2 separate regions of the Pan troglodytes genome follow, and region 2 is linked to region 1. The links are chromatin contacts, called in public HiChIP or PLAC-seq maps. All regions are on one chromosome and are shown on one strand. Each heading gives the region's core, a stretch centred on a gene start, on an enhancer-like site or on the middle of the called end of the contact. The rest is flanking DNA. Distances are from core to core; before and after follow the strand shown. Region 1 holds the start of CD274 (CD274 molecule). Region 2 holds the start of JAK2 (Janus kinase 2).

What was found. HiChIP or PLAC-seq counts read pairs in DNA pulled down with a chosen protein or histone mark.
Region 2: a contact with region 1 is called in an H3K4me3 HiChIP or PLAC-seq map of stem cell-derived excitatory neurons, with 4 times the contacts expected there. The contact joins the promoter of JAK2 here to the promoter of CD274 in region 1. A contact is called at or near these places in 1 of 7 Hi-C or Micro-C datasets (stem cell-derived neural progenitor cells) and 1 of 1 datasets of contacts at active chromatin or transcription factors (stem cell-derived excitatory neurons).

The regions. Positions count from the first base shown.
Region 1 is chr11:110,486,102-110,489,187 of NHGRI_mPanTro3-v2.0_pri, forward strand. CD274 (CD274 molecule) reads right to left here and starts at 1,399. Exons shown (of 8, transcript XM_001140705.6): 1 at 374-1,399. PLGRKT (plasminogen receptor with a C-terminal lysine) reads left to right here and starts at 1,468. Exons shown (of 6, transcript XM_063788739.1): 1 at 1,468-1,650; 2 at 2,748-2,873.
Region 2 is chr11:110,919,589-110,922,674 of NHGRI_mPanTro3-v2.0_pri, forward strand. It overlaps JAK2 (Janus kinase 2), which reads right to left and starts at 1,683. Exons shown (of 25, transcript XM_016960555.4): 1 at 516-1,683; 2 at 66-148.

The sequences.
Region 1 (3,086 bases), core at 149-2,648:
GATAGCATTAGGAGATACACCTAATGTAAATGACGACTTAATGGGTGCAGCACACCAACACGGCACATGTATACATAGGTAACAAACCTGCACGTTGTGCACATGTACCCTAGAGCTTAAAGTGTAAAAACAACAAAAAAAGAAACGGTGTGCTGGATATTTTCTATTTATCCCTCCAGGCATTGTGCCTAGTAGGCTGACCTCTACAGACTACACAGACCTAGCTCCAGTGTCTTCTGGCTTCCTGGTGGATCCAGCCAGTGGAAGACCCCAGCTGGATATCAGAGCTGGGAGAACAGAGAGGTGGGTCTTCTCCACTCTGTCCCTGCTTTGGGCTGACGTCTCAGCACTGGCTACAACTATAGAATCTCACCTTACTTGGTGAAAAGTTGGCATTGCTTGCTTTCCTCTACTGAACGACACAGTTCCAGTTGGTTACTCTCGTACAGCCACAGCTACCGCTCTCGCCTTGTTTTAGTAACTGCTTCCTTCCCCCACCCCCTCAGCCCTATAGTTAGTAACAGCTCCCCGCCGTTACTGGTTACTACTGGTTATGGAAGGCGAACTATGTGCCCGACACTGTGCTAAATGCCCACATATATTATCTTTTAGTCCTCACAATCCAATAAATTAGATGGCTTTAGTCCTATTGCAGAGGTAATAAATTCAGAGTGACAGTGACAGAGCTAGAAATTGAAGGTAGGTGTGTTTATGCTAGAGTCTGTGCACTCAAACACGATTCCTTACTTCTTGCATCACTTGTTAACCTCCCTTCAAGAGTGTCAAACCTCCTGGTAACCCGCCCATTCCCTCAACTGGAAATGAGGGTGCTGTTGCAATTTTCTCATCCAGCCATTCCACAAATGGTATCTGGAATGTGGGACCCACAGTCCAGAATCCTGAGGGCTGCTGTTGAGAGCATCAGGACGCGCCCAGGAGGTCAGGGCGGTGTTCACTCACACGCTGAGCCTGGAGAAAGTTAGACGCCTTCTCCACCGCTGTGGTGGTTAGCAGGGACTTTCCTGAAGGCCAGAGACTGGTGACGTTCATGCTATTTTTCCAAGCCATTTGGTAGCAAAGAACAGAGTGCCAACAATTCAAGCATTCTCTCAGGCTGGGAGAGAGACTTGGCTTATTCAAGATAGAAATTGCTGGTGAGGTTGAGACGAGACTGACATCTCTCTGAGCAGCAGGGGAGAAAGACGGCTCTGTTCAAAAAAGAATGGGTAATTTCAGTCAGTTCTGTTCTTTCTCGTTTCTGTCTTATCTTTATGACTTTTTAATAGTGCCAATTTAACAGATAAGGGGACAGAGGCCTTTAATTGAGAATTCCACTCCGCTTCCTCTGCCTCACCTCAAAAATCTGGCAGCTGAGTCGCCGCGGCTTTGAATTTGCCTCTTTTGACCTTCCCCTCCCACCTCTGGTAACACTGAGCCTGGCCCGGAAGGACACACCCGGCTTCTGGCGGAAGTGCTGGCTCTTTAAAGAAGCCGAGGGCTGCGCGAATTGGCTGAGGTGCGTCATCTACTGTAGCTGGGCGCCAATCCCAACGCTGGGCGGAGCGAGGCCCGGTCCCTGCAGCGGGCGAAAGGAGCCCGGGCCTGGAGGTCTGTGTACCGGTCGCCTGGTCCCGGCACCAGCGCCGCCCAGTGAGTGAACACCGGCCGCAGGCGGGTGGGGAGAAGGGTCAGCCCGGCCATGTCAGTCAGCGCGATCTCCTGGGCTCCGGGCTTGCCAGGCAGCGCTGGGCGCCCGCTCCTCGTGAGCGCCTGCTCTTGGCTCTCGCACTGCCCCTGGTGCTGATAGGTATTGCCAATCTCGTTCCATTAGAGCGCGTTCTTGTCGCCTGGCGTGGACTCCGGATCTCTCCGTAGCTTTAAAATAGAGTTGAGAAAAACAGGCAGAGTGCTCTCAACAGAAATCAGCACACTATTGCGGGGAATACCTAAATTACAGTAATTGGCCTCAGGGAGCGAGGGCGGTGTTAATTACAGAAAACCTCCGGAAGCTGTGGGCTCTGGGCTGGAATTTGCAGGGGGATGTGGCTTAGTTTGAATGGGATGCAAATATTTATTGAAAATGATTGTGGTGAGACGATCAGTCATACATTCAGGCAATGTGTCATCTGATCAGGAAATAAGTCAGCGCAGTAATCCCGATGACAGAATTCATGTAATTAATTTTTTATGTCCCCCCAAGTAAAATCAAATCTAGGTACTCACAGGTGACCGGAAGAAAGGCTGTCTGGAACTTGCAGGCCCCACTTCTCCTCCCCAGAAATACACCTTCCCATAGTAATTTATAGCTCACCTGAGGCAGGGCTGAAGCATTAAAGACCCCTTCCAAGATCTCAGAAGGAATCAAAGGGAAAATGAAGACAGAGGGATTGAAATCAGGATTCTCTGCAAAACATCACTCTGAGACACAGTGATGTTTAAAATTATATAAGTAGCAAGACTTTTTTTTATGCATGGTAAAAAGTGTTAGAATTTTTAAAAGACTTAACTTATACAAGTGAGTGAAATCAAAGTTATCCCTATTGCAAGGTCAACTTTTGCTTATTTTCTGATACATATTTTGTGAGCAAGAGGAGATAGCTGAAAGTGTTCTGGACACCCTAGGGAATATTCCCAGACTTTGGGAGATGACTTTGCCAGGAATGGGGAAGTTGGGAAAGGAAAGAATGTTGAAAATACTGAACTCCAGGGTGAAATTTACAAGGTGTGATGGGTTTATTTATTCTCAGGTGTGGTTTCCCATAAGGAAGCTCTTCTTCCTGCTTGGCTTCCACCTTTAACCCTTCCACCTGGGAGCGTCCTCTAACACATTCAGACTACAAGTCCAGACCCAGGAGAGCAAGGCCCAGAAAGAGGTAAGTCTAAATACTAACTTCCCAGACAGTGTTTCTTTCCCAGATGATTGACATGAGGACTCTCTCTTTTCAGTGGAGATCCTAACCCCTTACAAACAGGAGCACTTTAAAGCACACAGCTCTGTGATATACAGGGTATGTGGAGGAATAGTACTAGAGTACAGTTGTTTTCTTTATAAATGTTTGCAGCAGGTGTAAAAATTTAGTCATCCA
Region 2 (3,086 bases), core at 433-2,932, 430 kb after region 1:
GCGCACGCACTCCCAGCTCCAGACACCTTCGCCTTTACTGCAGCGATAAAGGACAGCACACCCACCGTCGCGGGAGGAGGAGGAAGAGCCTCTTTTTCTGCAGAAGAGAAACAGTTCACATCTTGTTCCTGTTGCCTGCTTCTGAAACCTAAAAACAGAAGCAGCAGTTAACTACTACCACATAAATCCAGGGGAAACAAATGCTTTTTCTAGGCTGTTTAAGTGTCTAGAAAATTTTAAAAAGGAATAAGGAGGCGGGGGCGCGGGAATTATAAGACACAAATGGAAGCAAATATCACCAGCAAGACTCGTTCTAGGTGTCGTCTTAAAGAGGAAGATTTTTCTGGCTCAGAAGTTTGCTGCCACTAGCAGGGGGCAGGCGGGATCAAAAGGTAGGAAGGGGGTGGAGAGACAGCTGCTGCCCCCCACCCAGAAGCCAGGCAGAGATAACACCCACCGGCTACACAGATCGGGCGACCAGAGCGCGCCCTCGAGCCCGCAGGGGCGGCTCCTACCCGGCGGGCCAAGGTCTGCGAAGCCCCGAGGCGGGCACGGCTCTGAACGACCTCCAGGCTGGGCCCTCGGGGGCCCTCCAGTGTGGGCTCAGCTCCCACTCACATCCCTCGGCAGCGAGGACCAGGCCTCTCCCTGCGCCGCAGCAGCCCTCAGCCCCGACGCGCGCCGCAAGCCCGGGCCGAGGGGCCCGACCGGCCGAGAAGCCGAAGTGGCGACGCGAACACCCAAGCGAGCCGGGCGCCGGCCCAGCCTCTCAGCGCCGAGGGAGGCCGTTAGCGGCGTCCGCTGCTGCCCCCTTCTGCTCCTCTTCCTCTCTCCTTCCTGCAGCCCCACGCCACTCCCACTTCGGGCAGCCGGGAAGCCCGTCACAGTTGTCTCCACCCTCTCCGGGGCCACACCGTCTTCTCAACGCCGCGGGCGACACTGGCTTCGCCGCCCGGCTAGCTTCGAACTCAGCCTCCCGGTTGGCCCGCAGTCTCCCCGAATGGCAGGAGACTGGGCCGGATAGAGGCTGGGGGAGAGCCGGACGCGCGTCCTGCAGTGCGCGTGCGCCGCTCGGTGCTGGTCGCGGGACCTGCAGGCGCGGGCCACGCAGGGCAGCTGCCTCTCGGGAAGCCGGCGAGCGCGCGTGGAGATTCCTGGGACGGCCCCTGGGCGTGAGCGCGCAAGGAAGTTAAGGCGGCGGCGCCTCGCGAAACACTGGTGCCCGGCTGGAGCTAGGTGCCAGCGCTGGGCCCGGCCCTCACTAGATGGGCGGGTGTGGGTGTGGCCGCCGCCCTCCAGGGACGCGGCCGGGAGTGACTCAGCCTGGCTGGCTCCCCAGCGCGCAGCCTGCACAGGAGGAGGCCGGGCTGCCTCCGCGCGGAGACTCCCCTCCCGCACACTTCTCCGCTTTCTGCTTTTCCTTCCACTTCCCGGGTACAGCAGACCTGTCCTTCCCCAGCCCAGGCTGCTAGGCCGAGGGGAAGTGGCGCCGGGGGCCGGGGACGACGCGCTCACACACGCTGTTTCGTGGCAATGCGACCTCGAGAGCCTGACTCCGATCAGGCACCTTGGCTGGAAAGGGGTGAGGGTGGGATGAAGCGCCCAGCTGCCTGCGGGTTGGCAACAAGGCCTAGCGAATGTTTCTCCTGGAGGAGAAACAACTTGACCGGCGTGGCCTGGTGTAGCCCAGGAGAGGGTGGAGACGACGGCTGTGACGGGCTTCCCGGCTGCCAAAGGGCCTCATTCATTTATTCAAATATTTACTGAGTGTCTACTAGGTGCCGGGCTGTAGGTCCCCAGAGATACTAGGTGAACACGACCCCACACACTCCTTGCCCTACTGGATTGTATTCTGATGGAAGCGACAAAACAACAAACAACGCTTTAAATGCATAATGTGCGGGGTGTGTAATTGCCACTAAGAAAATGCATAATTTTCTGCTGCCATATACATAATAACAAAGAAAAGGAGTAGAAAGTGAGGAGGGGGTGTGCGATTTTACGGTGGCCAGGAACGATTTCCTAGAATAAGTGACATTTGAGCAGAGATCTGAAGGATGAGAATGAACCAGTCCCATGACTATCTGGGAAAAGAATTTCAGGCAGAGGGACTCCTGAAGGCAAAGACCTTGAGAAGGGAAAGTGTTTGGCAAGTTCAAGGATCAGGAAAGAGGTCACTGTGGCTGGAGGACACTGAAGGAGGGGGCAGTGGTAAGAGGTGAGGCCAAAGAAGTAGCCTGGCACCAGATCGTGTAGGGATTTTTTCAAGTATTAGCCCTCTTTCTGTCAACCTAAATCAAGTGACGCATTCATAGCTCCTGTTTCCCCATACACAACTGATGCTGCTCTTCAGGTCTGTCTTGTACTTAATGGTTTCTTTAAATAAACCTCACCAAAGCAACTCCTGCATTTCTTCTTACATAAGACCCATTGCAAAAGGTCTTTAAGCAAATGATAGCAGCATAGGAAATTACTTGAATTCACCCTGAATCTTTTAAAGTAAATAATGAACTAGAGCTGTATAAGAGGGAGGGATTTACAGGAAAATTGCATTCCTATGGCTACTGCTTCATAGGCAATACATGGGCAAAGTTAGTAAGAATTTCTAATTAGTAATTGTGACTCAATGGCTTAGAATATCAAGGCCGCAATTACAAACAGTGACTACCAAAAGAGTTCCTATTTTCCTGCAAACAAAAACTGCTACTGAGGTAAAAGCTAGAACACAGACCCACATAATGAAGAAGAGCTAAAGATGAGCTTAATGTCATGGTTAAATGAAAAGCATCACAACTGTGGAAATGGAAATGTGATTATTTTGTGAGGGGAAGAAAATGCTTGTTTTAGAACTCTGAAGCAGTATTACTTTCATTATAAGTGATGTTTCTATATTTTGCAGTGATATACTTATGTAACTAGGCATGGTATCTGTTACTGTCCACAGCCTGTTTGCAGGGAGAAGCCATTTGGACTTGGTGAATTGCAGGGAGAAGCCATTTGGAAGTGGTGAATATTGAGGATATTTTTGTGGGGGAGCAGGTTATTTTCTTAATATTAGAGATGTGGGTGTGGAAGACAAGGTGGAC